Linked DNA regions of Pan troglodytes: region 1 is linked to region 2. A link is a contact called in public Hi-C data. All regions are on one chromosome and are shown on one strand. Each heading gives the region's core, a stretch centred on a gene start, on an enhancer-like site or on the middle of the called end of the contact. The rest is flanking DNA. Distances are from core to core; before and after follow the strand shown. Region 1 overlaps KREMEN1 (kringle containing transmembrane protein 1). Region 2 overlaps ZNRF3 (zinc and ring finger 3).

Evidence for each region. Hi-C and Micro-C count contacts between places; a contact is called where the count stands out from the background.
Region 1: a Hi-C map of induced pluripotent stem cells shows a contact between it and region 2, with 2.5 times the contacts expected there. The contact joins two enhancer-like sites. A contact is called at or near these places in 2 of 7 Hi-C or Micro-C datasets (induced pluripotent stem cells and stem cell-derived neural progenitor cells).

What each region holds. Positions count from the first base shown.
Region 1 is chr23:31,298,216-31,304,730 of NHGRI_mPanTro3-v2.0_pri, forward strand. The region is part of intron 9 of KREMEN1 (kringle containing transmembrane protein 1); the gene reads left to right. Among named protein-coding and RNA genes, the nearest start is that of EMID1, 52 kb to the right of the region's middle. Within about 2 kb of position 2,061, at least 8 of the 24 cell types and tissues checked have an H3K27ac peak or open chromatin away from gene starts, as enhancers often do. A contact at or near this core is called in induced pluripotent stem cells, where this site is marked.
Region 2 is chr23:31,197,808-31,204,687 of NHGRI_mPanTro3-v2.0_pri, forward strand. It overlaps ZNRF3 (zinc and ring finger 3), which reads left to right. Exons shown (of 9, transcript XM_515054.9): 8 at 1-1,136; 9 at 3,791-4,202. The coding sequence ends at 3,834. Among named protein-coding and RNA genes, the nearest start is that of KREMEN1, 20 kb to the right of the region's middle. Within about 2 kb of position 4,989, at least 2 of the 24 cell types and tissues checked have an H3K27ac peak or open chromatin away from gene starts, as enhancers often do. A contact at or near this core is called in induced pluripotent stem cells, where this site is marked.

The sequences.
Region 1 (6,515 bases), core at 811-3,310, 97 kb after region 2:
CAGTGAAGCTGCAGATCCCATTTATTTCCGTCTTAGTAGCATTGTCTCTCTTCAAATGAGGTCACTGAACTTTTAAAAACTTCACTGAGGGTCGTGCTTCTTTGCATATTGATCATGTGAATGTTTAGCGGACTTGCCTTAGTTGCTGGTACCAAAGATAGAGATTAAGGGCCCTCAAGGGGTATTCAGACCTCAAATTCAGCCAAACACAGGGGCAGCTTTTCCTGGGTCTGAGTGAGCTGAGGAAAGCACTTTTGAATGTGCAAGGACAATAAGATTAATAACCACTACCATCTCTGCAGTACCTACTGTGTACCAGACGCTGTGCCAAGTGACCAACAGACATTACCGAATTCATCTTTGCCGCAACCCAGCAAGGGAACTGAGGGTCAGAGAAGGGGTCCAGCCAGGGGCCGCCAAGGTTCGGACTCAGCCTGGGACCACTGGCTCCAAAGCTGGGGGTCCTCACTCCTGTTGAGCTGCAGGCCCCTCCAACACAGGCAGTGGGTGGGCCCCCAAATAGCTCATCTTCAAGGATATGGCCTCTGGAAAGCCCAGGGAAAGTGTGGATCGATTTTCCTGGGTCAAGGAAGAATCAAACCTACACTTCTTTACCTATTTGATGACACAAACCCCTTTGAGAACCAGGGGTTGGATGGAGCCTCTCCCTGCAAAAAAGACCCCATCTGCCAAACTGCAGGGGTCCAGAGACCCCCTGCCCCCTGAAACCCTTCCATGGACCTCAGGTTTAGAATCTCTCCATTAAGCCATGAGCATGATTATTTGAAAGTTAAAATGAGGCCAGGAGGGATAATAGTAACAGTCATAATAATACGAATAACAGGATACATTTTACTGATCACCTGTTCTCAGGCATTTATGCCAGAGGTCGGCAAACATTTTCTGTAAAAGGCTAAATACTAAACATTTTAGACTTTGCAGGCTATACAGTCTCAGATCCATTGACCAGAACCACAGGCCAGCCACTGGGACCCTGGATGACTCCAACAAGCCCTGGAGCCATCTACGCAACTCCATGAGGAGTGGGGGGATGGGGGCCACCAAGCTCCCCTTGTTATTAGCCACAGACAATATGTAAACAAATGGTCACGCTTGTGTTCCCATAAAACTTCACGGACACCAAAACCTGAAGTTTATATAATGTTCATGTGTCATGAAATGCTACAAAATGCTATTCTTTTGATTTTTTCCCCCCAAAATTAAAAAGTGTAAAAACCGGCCAGGCATGATGTCTCATGCCTGTAATCTCAGCACTTTGGGAGGCTGAGGTGGGTGGATCACTTGAGGTCAGGAGTTTGAGACTAGCCTGGCCAACAGGGTGAAACCCTGTCTCTACTAAAAATATAAAAATTAGCCAGGTGTGGTAGCACATGCCTGTAATCCCAGCTACTCAGGTGTCTGAGGCAGGAGAATTGCTTGAACCGGGGAGGTGGAGGTTGCCGTGAGCCGAGATTGTGCCATTGCACTCCAGCCTGGGAGACAGAGCAAGACTCTGTCTTAAAAAAAAAAAAAAAAAAAAAAAGCACAGGAGTCAGGATTTGAGCCCACTCCCAAGCCTGTTTGCTTTCCTAAGAGACAAGATGGGTGCATTTAAATTGTGGAGGAAGAAAAGGTGACAGTGAAGCAGGAAGGAAGACCCAGGAGCAAGGGCAGTCCCCTGGGCCCTGGGAATATCAGGCAGAGAGGCTCCATCCTCCTGCAGTCTTTGCTGAATGGTCTGCACTGCAGGGGAGGGCGGCTGGCTTCCTGAGCCATCCCTCCAACCCCCTGCAAGCGGCTCCAAGGACAGAGTCTCCAAATCCAGGACAGCTGGTGGCCTTCACATTGTTTTGCATCTCCCAGGTTCTCTTAATTATAACCAATTTGCCACCCTCAGCAATTCCTTGTTCCCCTCTGCTAATACCCGTGAGTTGGAACCATCCGCCGAACTCCCAGCCAAACGGGCTAAAATCACTTCCCTTTCCCATGTAGGGAGTCCTCCAGTCTCTTAGAAACTCGCCTTTCTTCTCAGTCCTGTGAGACGGGCGAGGCCTGCCCTTCTGTGCGCTGACTTACTGGGCTGGGATCTCCCAGCGGGAGACAGAATCTGCTCAACTTTCTCCAGCTCCTCCCCGCCCCTTGCACCCCCCCACTCTCCCCCCAACCCCTCCTGCTGACTCTTGGGGCTCTGGCACACTGCCTGCCAAGCACAACCTTTCCTTTTTTTCCTCTCTGTAAAGACAGGGTCTCACTCTGTCACCCAGGCTGGAGAGCAGTGGCACCGTCACAGGGTAAACTCCAAAACTGGGATTCAGCCTGGGGGTGCCGCATGGGTTCCTGGCTTGAAGCAGGAAGGAACTCAAGAGTGAGCTGACAGTAAAGTGCAAGCAAGTCTATTAAGAAAGTAAAGGAATAAAGGAAGGCTACTCCATAGGTAGAGCAGCGGCATGGGCTGCTTGACTGAGTAGACTTACGGTTATTTCTTGATTATATACTAAACAAGGGATGGATTATTCATGAGTTTTCTGGGAAAGGGGTGGGGAGTTCCCGGAACTGAGGGTTCCTTCCCTTTTTAGACTATATAGGGTAACTTCCAGATATTGCCATGGCATTCATAAACTGTCATGGCCCTGGTGGGAGTGTCTTTTCACATGCTAATGAATTATAATTAGCACATAATGACCAGTGAGGACAACCAGCCATGTTGGTTTTGGCGGGTTTTGTCCGGCTTCTTCACTGCATCTCATTTTATCAGCGGGGTCTTTGTGACCTGTATCTTGTGAAACCAGTCCTGCCGACCTCCTATCTCATCCTGTGACTAAGAATGCCCAACCTCCTTAGAATGCAGCCCAGCTGGTCTCAGCCTCATTTTATTCAGCCCCTATTCAAGATGGAGTCGCTCTGTTTCCATTGCCTCTGACAGCACAATCATAGCTCATTGCAGCCTCACTCTCCTGGGTTTGAACAATCCTTCCATCTCAGCTTCCTGAGTAGCTGGGACCACAGGCGTGGGCTGCTACGTCCAGCTGATTTTTTTTTTTTTTTTTTAATTATTGTAGAGACAGGGTCTCACTATGTTGCCCAGGTTAGTCTTGAACTCCTGGGCTCAAGTGATCCTCTCGTCTTGGCCTCCCGAAGTGCTGAGATTACAGGCACCAGCCACCATGCCTGGCTCCTTTATAACCTCCATTTATTCATCTAGAAAATAGGTACAGGCTGGGCATGGTGGCTCATGCCTGTAATCCCAGCACTTTGGGAGGCCGAGGTGGGCGGATCACCTGAGGTCAGGAATTTGAGACCAGCCTGGCCAACATGTTGAAACCCCGTCTCTACTAAAGATAGAAAAAAATTAGCCTGGCGTGCTACTCCCTAGCTACTCTGGGAGGCTGAGGCAGGAGAATCGCTTGAACCTGGGAGGCGGAGGTTGCAGTGAGCCGAGATCTAGTCACTGCACTCCAGCCTGGGTAACGGCAAGACTTCCTCTCAAAAAAAAAAAAAGAAAGAAAGAAAGATACAGCAGTAGTTTCTCATAGGGTTGTTGTGAAGATTAAATGAAATAAGAAAGGTACAATATTTAGCTCAGTGACTGGCCTGTGAGTCCTCAATACATTTTAACAATTTTTATCAGTAAACTCAGGGGACCACCAGGAGCAGGGGGCACCTCAGATTTGCCCTGCCTTTCAGATTGAGAACCCTATTTATCAAACTCCAAGTTTACAATGCACAAAGTAGGGGCAGTTCCCTCCTTAGAGAATAATTCCTGACTTGGTTCCTTCAAGTAGCTGGTTTTCCCCAGGACCTTCAATATGTGACCCCATTTAATAAAGGTATCTACTGACCTTTACTTTCTTAGGGACCTAGCTGTTGGGTGAAAATACCCTTTTCTGCCGACTCCCTGCCTGCAGTGGATTTCCTTATCTGTTGCTTCAGGTAAGGGAACAAATGCAGAATTTGAATGTCCTCATAGTTCCCCCAATGCTGCAGGTGGACAAATAGGCTAAGGCCCCTGGCCCAGCTGGCAGAGGTAAGGAGCTGCCCGCCCGCCCAGCTCCCGCTGCGGCAGAGCCCCCAGCCGCCGCCTCCTGCCGCCCTCGCCTTTCCTGCAGGAGCTGTCCCGGCGCAGGCTTGCTCACCAGCGCCGCCCCGTGGTAAGACCGCAGATCTGCGGAAGAAGGCCAGCCCTGAACCGCAACTGCTCTCAAGCCCTTCCATTACAGTTACACGGATTTTTTGCCCAACGCGGTGATGCGTGCCTGTAATCCCAGCTACTCTGGAGGCTGAGAGGAAGGATGCCTTGAGCCCAGGAGTTCAGAATCAGCCTGGGCAAAATTGCGAGAGAAAAGAAAAAAGAAAAAAATAATGTCACAGGTTTCCTGACCCTAAACCTGGACATTAGCCCAGGTCTCACTCTCACCAAGCCCTCTAAAGAACTCATTCTATCAGATAAGTGATCAGATGAATTATTCTACCTCCATACTATGAAATCCTATGTCACCATTGAAATTAATGTGGTGTATAATCTCCAAAGGCAATGAAAAAAAAAGAACAAATTAATGTAGTGCTTCTACACACACTGTATCAGAATATCTTACGTGAAAAAAGTCAAAGAAGAAAGCATAAGTGTAATTTTTTTTTTGGCCAAATTTTAAAAAGAGGGAGGGAAATATATGTATGTGTATACAAAGGCACCAGCAAAGTCCTGCAAGTTCTATGCCTAACTCTTATAGTGGTCACCTTTGGAAAAGGAAAGGAGGAAGACAGGAGGAGGCCAGGGGCAGTTGCTTACGCCTGTAATCCCAGCACTTTGGGAGGCCAAGGTAAGTGGATCTCTTGAGCCCAGGAGTTCGAGACCAGCCTGGGCAACATGGCAAAACCCGGTGTCTACCAAAAATATAAAAATTAGCCAAGCATGGTGGTGTGTGCCTGTAGTCCTAGCTACTCAGGAGGCCGAAGTGGGAGAATCACTTGAGTCTGGGAGGTCTAGGCTGCAGTGAGCCGTGATCACGCCATTGCACTCCAGCCTGGGCAACAGAGTGAAACCCTGTCTCCAAAAAAAAAAAGGAAAAGAGAAGGTGAGGACACTTACATTTTCACATTTTATTTGATATATTTATATGTGGCTTGAATCTCTTACATTCATGCATTACATGTGCAAGTTTGAAAATAAAGTGCAGGTGGATTATTTTAAAATTTGGAGGCTGGGCCCGGTGGCTCACACCTGTAATCCCAGCACTTTGAGAGGCCAAGGCAGGCGGATCACCTGAGGTCAGGGGTTTGAGATCAGCCTGGTCAACATGGCGAAACCCCGTCTCTACTAAAAATACAAAAATTAGCTGGGTGTGGTGGCGCGTGCCTGTAATCCCAGCTACTCAGGAGGCTGAGGCTGGAGAATCACTTGAACCAGGGAAGCAGAGGTTGCAGTGAGCTGAGACGGTGCCACTGCATTCCAGCCTGGGCAACAAGAGTGAAACTCCATCTCAAAAAAAAAAAAAATTTGGAAAGCACACAAAACAAAAAGAACAACATAAGTCTCTCTCACTGTCACACTGCTCAGTGGAAGCACTGTTAAAAGGCTGGTGCATGTGTTTCCAGCACGCACTAGGAGCACTGAGGAACACTGCTTCCCCTGCTTGCCCCCAGGAGGGGGCCTGGCCAATGCCCTGGACTAGACATCTATTCTGCTGCCCAGCATCACCCACACCACTGCCCTGCCCCACCCTGAGCCACTCCTGGAGACACCTCCCAGTGCAGGGAGTCTCCCAGAAGCTTTGGGCCAGCAGAATGCTCAGCTCCCAAGCCAAAATGTCCTTCTCTTTGTTAACTACAAAATAAACATCTCCAGGCCCCCTGGGCCACTTGCAGTACAGATGTTTATGCCTTTGGAAAGAGACAAAAAGAGAAAGACTCTTGCAATTTCTCCCTGAGACAATGGGTGCCAAGTTGGTAATTAACCCTCAGCAACCAGGGCATCTGATCTTCCGCCAGCCAGTCTGCAGCAGGTTGTGGGAGTGATTGATTGGGCCTGTGCTAGAACTTGGTGATTGGTGGGCCTTCCAGGCCTTGGAATGCTCTCCGCACAGGACGCTGGCTGCCTCTTCAAAACTCTAAATGAGGTACTAGGAACCCACCCCTAAGAAGGCCCCCACACTGCTGCACCCCATTCCAGATGAAGGGCTGTGAGCAGCCCTAGCATTCATCAAACCACTCGGGGGAGCCCCAGGGCCTGCACGCAGAGCTGGGAGGAGCAAGGCTGCTGAGGGGCAGGCACTCGGTCATCTTGACATTGCATTCACTAAACACCCTCGGACCAGGCTCCCCGCTCAACTCTACATACGGTGCCTTATTTCCTTTGACTCTCCCAGCAACCCCATGAGGTAAGTACAGTTCTATTCCAGTTTTTATAGATGAGGAAATTGAGTCTCGGAGAAATAAAGTCTGTGCTGCCATCACTTAATCCTGGGTGGATAACATCTCTTCTTCAGACAGGTGTTCCTAGACCAAGGTCATCCTGCTGG
Region 2 (6,880 bases), core at 3,739-6,238:
CGACTGCCCAGGCAGCGACAGCAGCAGCAGCAGCAGCTCCGGCCAGTGCCGCTGTTCCTCCAGTGACTCTGTGGTAGACTGCACTGAGGTCAGCAACCAGGGCGTGTACGGGAGCTGCTCCACCTTCCGCAGCTCCCTCAGCAGCGACTATGACCCCTTCATCTACCGCAGCCGGAGCCCCTGTCGTGCCAGTGAGGCCGGGGGCTCGGGCAGCTCGGGCCGGGGACCTGCCCTGTGCTTCGAGGGCTCCCCGCCTCCCGAGGAGCTCCCGGCGGTGCACAGTCATGGTGCTGGGCGGGGCGAGCCTTGGCCGGGCCCTGCCTCTCCCTCGGGGGATCAGGTGTCCACCTGCAGCCTGGAGATGAACTACAGCAGCAACTCCTCCCTGGAGCACAGGGGGCCCAATAGCTCTACCTCAGAAGTGGGGCTCGAGGCTTCTCCTGGGGCCGCCCCTGACCTCAGGAGGACCTGGAAGGGGGGCCACGAGTTGCCGTCGTGTGCCTGCTGCTGCGAGCCCCAGCCCTCCCCACCCGGGCCTAGCGCCGGAGCAGCTGGCAGCAGCACCTTGTTCCTGGGGCCCCACCTCTACGAGGGCTCTGGCCCGGCGGGTGGGGAACCCCAGTCAGGAAGCTCCCAGGGCCTGTACGGCCTTCACCCCGACCATTTGCCCAGGACAGATGGGGTGAAATACGAGGGTCTGCCCTGCTGCTTCTATGAAGAGAAGCAGGTGGCCCGCGGGGGCGGAGGGGGCAGCGGCTGCTACACTGAGGACTACTCGGTGAGTGTGCAGTACACGCTCACCGAGGAACCCCCGCCCGGCTGCTACCCCGGGGCCCGGGACCTGAGCCAGCGCATCCCCATCATTCCAGAGGATGTGGACTGTGATCTGGGCCTGCCCTCGGACTGCCAAGGGACCCACAGCCTCGGCTCCTGGGGTGGGACGCGAGGCCCGGATACCCCACGGCCCCACAGGGGCTTGGGAGCAACCCGGGAAGAGGAGCGGGCTCTGTGCTGCCAGGCTAGGGCCCTGCTGCGGCCTGGCTGCCCTCCGGAGGAGGCGGGTGCTGTCAGGGCCAACTTCCCTAGTGCCCTCCAGGACACTCAGGAGTTCAGCGCCACTGCCACTGAGGCTGCAGGTGAGAGCAGGAAATGGCAGTAGGTCAGAGCAGGAGTTTCCATCAGGGTCGTCTTGCCTTCTGTCTTAGGCATTTTCTGAATGACTTCTTTTGTGACCTTGGCTTTAAACACCATCTGAGGCTGAAGACTTCCAAGGGTTACTCCTCAGCCTGGCCCTCCCTTGGAGTTCAGACCCATTGAGCCCTCTGCTTCCATGATCTCGGGATCTCTCCCCAAGATGCCTGCAGCCTGTCATGTCCACAGCAGTACTCATTTCCCCCTCTGCCCTGCTCCCCATCCGCATGCTCACACCAAAAACCTAGCACCAGCTGGGGGTAGTGGCTCATGCCTGTAATCTTGGCTCACCCAACCACTTTGGGAGGCCGAGGCTGTGGATCACTTGAGGCCAGGAGTTGGAGACAGCCTGGCCAACATGGCAAAACCATGGAGTCTGTTCATGACTCCACATGGCTGGGATATTATGTAGGAGCCACTTCATAAACATTCTCGTTACTCAGTACAAAAGTTAGCCAGGGGTGGTGGCGGGTGCCTGTAGTCCCAGCTACTCAGGATGCTGAGGCAAGAAAATCACTTGAACCTGGTTGGCAGAGGTTGCAGTGAGCCAAGATCAAACTACTGCACTCCAGCCTGGGTGACAGAGCAAGACTCTGTCTTAAAAAAAAAAAAAAAGGCAGGACCCAGTGGCTCATGCCTGTAATCCCTGCACTTTGGGAGGGCAAGGCGTGTGAATCACTTGAGTTCAGGAGTTCGAGACCAGCTTGGCCAATATGGTGAAACCCCATCTCTACTAAAATACAAAAAAATTAGCTGGGTGTAGCGGGCACCTGTAATCCTAGCTACTCGGGAGGCTGAGGCAGGAGAATCGCCTGAACCTGGGAGGTGGAGGTTGCAGTGAGCCACGATCGCACCACTGCGCTCCAGCCTGAGCGACAGAGCGAGACTCCATCTCAAAAAAAAAAAAAAAAAAAAAAAAAAAACCTAGGCCCCATCCCTGTGCCCACCCTGCCCCTTGCACTTCAGCCTCCTGGGCTTCTCAACCCGCCTGTGAAGGACCCCAGTTGCTTGTTTTTGCCTCAGTCCATGAAAATGAATTCCCAGAAAATGAAACTTAGCAAAAGACATGTAAGATACAAGTCCAGGTATTTTATTATTAGATTCAACAGACATCAGATTGCTACAAGATTTCCAAACATGCTGTCTCAGTAATAAACTGTGGAGTCTAGCACCTCTGAGTAGCACTGCAACAAGATCTACCTGTGAAGTACATCCCAAATGTATCTACTTCTCTGCACCCCCACTGCTATCCCCTCAGTCCAGTCTCATTTTCCTCTCTTCGGGACAGAGGCAATAACCTCTGACTGATCTGCTGTCACTGGTCTTGCCTTCTATTCCACTTGGAACCAGAGTGGCCTTTTTTGAAACATAAGTTGATGTCTTTGTGCTAGAAAATCCTTCAATGACTTGCCATTACCTTTAAAATCTTAAAAATGTTGGCCGGGTGTGGTGACTCACGCCTGTAATCCCAGCACTTTGGGAGGCCAAGGCAGGCAGATCACCAGGTAAAGAGATCGAGGCCATCCTGGCCAACATGGCGAAACCCCATCTCTAATAAAAATATGAAAATTAGCCGGGCGTGGTGGCGTGTGCCTGTAGTTCTACCTACTCGGGAGGCTGAGGCAGGAGAATCGCTTGAACCCGGGACGCCGTTGTTGCAGTGAGCTGAGATCGCCCCATTGTACTCCAGCCTGGCGACAGAGCGAGACTCCGTCTCAAAAAAAAAAAAAAAAAAAGGTTAACTCCTGGCTGAGTGCTTTGGAAGGCCAAGGCAGGAGGATCACTTGAGGCCAGGAGTTGGAGACCAGCCTGGGGAACATAGAATGACCCTATCTATTTAAAAAAAAAAATTTTTTTTTTAATTAGCTGGGCACAGTGACACATGCCATTAGTCCCAGATACCCAGGAGGCTGAGCCCAAGAGATTGAGGCTGTAGTCATCTCACCACTGCACTTCAGCCTAGGCAACACAGCAAGACCCTATCTCAAAAATAATAATAATGAATGTTAGCATCTCACTCAGTTCTGTGTGATCCAGCTCCTGCCAACCCATCTGATGAGCTCCTGGTTCACTCTCCTTGCTTCCTGCTTTCACCCCCTGTGGCCCCTGTCCCGTTCTTCCCATGTGCCAAGCTCATTCCAGCCCCCAGACCTGTCCGCTACTTTTCTCCTCCAGATCTTAGGTTAGGTAACACTCCAGCCCCCTCTGAGATCACCTACACACCTTCTGTTCACTTCTGTCATCCTATTGCTAAATTACTTTGTCTCAAGGTTCGTAAGCTCTGTGAGGGAGTCCTCTCTACTGCTTTTCCCAGGGCCTGATGCACACCGGGCACCCAGTTAACATCTTTAATATATTGGGCTTTCATGCTACCTGAGGGCTTCTAGAAAGCTCTGTACATCCAAATGAGAGGCTGGCTCTCCAGGAGGCACCTGTGCTCTCAGCACAAATGGAGCCCCTCTGGGAACAGGAACCTGCTTCAGCCCTTTAGCATACACAGGCCTGCCACACGCTGGGGACAGAGCCACTTGAGTCCCTTGCCTGGTCCCATGTGTGGTGCCAGCTCCCTCCCCTGATGATTGTTCTCTCTCTTTCCCAGGACCGAGATCTCACTCAGCAGACAGCAGCAGCCCGGGAGCCTGAGCTCAGGAGGAACTCTTACCTGGAAATTGGGAACTGTATGGAGACTCCAAACTGACTTCTTTCAAAAAACAAAAACAAAAAATTTTTTTAGCTTTGACAAACACACAAAAGTGGTAATAAAGAGAGCCCTCCTTGTCAACCCAAAATGTGAGCCCCCTGTGGCAAAACCACCCCCTACCCCATTAACAAATCAACAGACAAAATTCTCCGAGTCCTTTGCCTCTTTTGATAACATGTTGTTCTGTTTTGTAAAGTGTGTGTGCTTGGGGTTCCGAGGTGTGGGATTGAGTTCTCTGCTTTGTTTTTTTTTTAAGATATTGTATGTAAATGTAAAAAGTTATTTAAATATATATTTTAAAGAACCCTAACCGCCAACTTTTGCTGAAAAAGAAAAAAAAATCACTGCTGCATTAAATGAACCACATCATGTGTAGATACTGTTGTCTCCCTGAAGGGAGCTCAGGCCTTTGAAAAGCTCAGGGCTTCACCTGCCTTAGAAAATGAACCAGAAACTTGAAGTAAAGCTAGTTGATAGGGGTACAGGCTCTGAGGAGCAGTGCAAAACTGCCTCTTTCTTTCTCGTGGCAAATCCCAATGTACACGATTTCAGGTCTCAGACGCCATGCCTCTCCAGCCCACGCCTTTAGGCAGGTGATGGCAGCAGCTAGGAATAGGGTGTACATGATCCACAGCCCTGCGGAGCCAGGTCAAGCCGCTGCTATGAAAGCTCCAGGGTGATGGGGACGATTCTGCCCAGTGTCCTCAGTCTGTCCCCTCAGGTCATGGTCCCAAGTGAAATGACAGAGTTCACAGCCCTGGTCTTGGCTGAGGTCCAGGTCATAGTAAGGGCATGTTCTTGGGGCCCTCGACCTGAACTCTGACCCTCCGGGCAGGGAAGAGGAGGTTGTCCCCTTTGGTTGTCCTGGCTTTGGAGTCCTTTGCAAAAATATTTTGGGCCCCCTGCCACTGGCTGCAGAAATGGCTCGACGGGGTGTGTGGGGACAGACACCCAGAAGGAATGTACTTTTGCGGCCTTGGTGTCCGATGGGGCTGGGGGAGAGTGCTCTCCACTGACCCAGCAGCACACCCATGTGCAGTGCGCCTGCATCTGTGTGGGGGCAGCCACACCCCTTGGCTGCTGCTTCCTTGGGCTGCCTTTCTGGGGTCATGTGACTGGACCTACGAGGTCTGCACTGAGCTCCATTTGAATGATACCTTTCCTATCCTGTTTCCCCATGGAAGCACCGCTTCAGGGTTATTCAGTCCTCTGCCTCATGGCTGAAATTGCTCATCTCGTCTGCAGATGTCTACTATCCTGTCTACCTAATGCACTATTATGTATTGATTCTCCATGAGACAGAGAGAGAGAGAGACTATCAGATAGTTTACACCCAAAGGGTAGGTTTTTGTATATTTTTCCAGCCTTTTTTATTAAGGGGAAGGGGAGAGTTTAAAAACCCAAACCGTTGTGGTTTTAAGGTGTTTCATTTTTAAAAGGGAGAGAGAATCTATTTAAAGCTATTTCAGATCAGGGATTGTCATCCTTTTTTGTCCAATGTATTCCTTGTTCTTTAAAAAAATTTTTTTTAGAGGAAACTAATATTAGTCTTTGTGTTCACTAACTCTTCTGGTCACTTGTATTTATTTATTCATTCATTCATCAGATATTTGTTGCCATCTGAAAGAACTGGCCCAGTGGGTCTGAAAGCTCACTTGAGAATAGGAAACTTGAGACCTGGCCCCCTGTGGGTAGGAGAACAAGGACCACCTGGGCTGCCAGGTGATTCTCCAGTCTTGAACAAGTCTCCACCTGGGTTCTCCAGTCTTGAACGAGAATCTCACTCTTATCAGAATGTTTTTCTTAACCTCAGCGTATGATGAGGAAATTTACTTATCTCTAGCTAGGATTTGACAAATTCCAACATCAAATGATCAAAACATTTGCCACTGAGGCTTCACTGGTGAGATCCGTCCTCCGTCCTCGGGTGCAGTCCCTTGGGGGCTGCTCCTCGGACTGCGCCCCGCACACCTGTTATCGAGGGTGTGAGAAGCGCCTAAGCTGGTGACATGTGATCTGGGACGCCTTCATTTCTCGGGCCAGGAGTAGCAGCTGCTAAGGACAGCAGCTTGCATTGCGTGGTTTTAGGGAAGCAGGGTCTGGCTTTTAATATGAACTGCAAAAAGCAGCTTCTCACTGAGATTTTTTTGTTGTTGTTTCTGGGGGGTTTTTTTGTTTTGTTTTGTTTTTAATGCCTTTGAGTGCATTTTTTCTTCCTCGTCTGAAACCGAACTCCCAAAGTGGCTTTCTTTAGCCCTGGCTGGAAAACCACCTCTCAATAGCCTTAAGCAATAAATAGATGAGTAGAGAATGTGGCTTCAACTGGGCTTATTAAAGTAAGTGTGTCTAGTTTTCACTTGAACAAGTGATAGCTGCAGATGGCGAAAGAAACCCATTTAATTTTTGTAGCTTACAGGTGGTAGAAACAAAAATGCAATTTTAAAACCTTAAATACCAAATACCAACCATTGCCTTTTTTTTTTTTTTTTTTTTGAGATGGAGTTTTGCTCTTGTCGCCCAGGCTGGAGTGCAATGGCGCGATCTCACCTCACTGCAACCTCTGCCTCCCGGGTCCAAGTGATTCTCCTGCCTCAGCCTCCCTAGTAGCTGGGATTACAGGCATGCGCCACCACACCCGGCTAATTTTGTATTTTTGGTAGAGACAGGGTATCTCCATGTTGGTCAGGCTGGTCTTGAATTCCCGACCTCAGGTGATCCACCCACCTCGGCCTCCCAAAGTGCTGGGATTACAGGCGTGAGCCACCACGCCCGCCCAGCAATACCAACCATTGTCTTTTAAATTTGTGTTGGCTTCTCAGACAGGGAGATCACTGGAATAAAATAACCAATGGTCTTATTTTGTCACACATAAATCAAAAGAAATGTCCTCTTTGAAGTTGTAAGACTCCACCAATGACAGACACCCTTTTCGGTGGACTCTGAGTGGTGTGTGAGTGGTTTTATAGCCATGGAAACTAGGAGTATCTC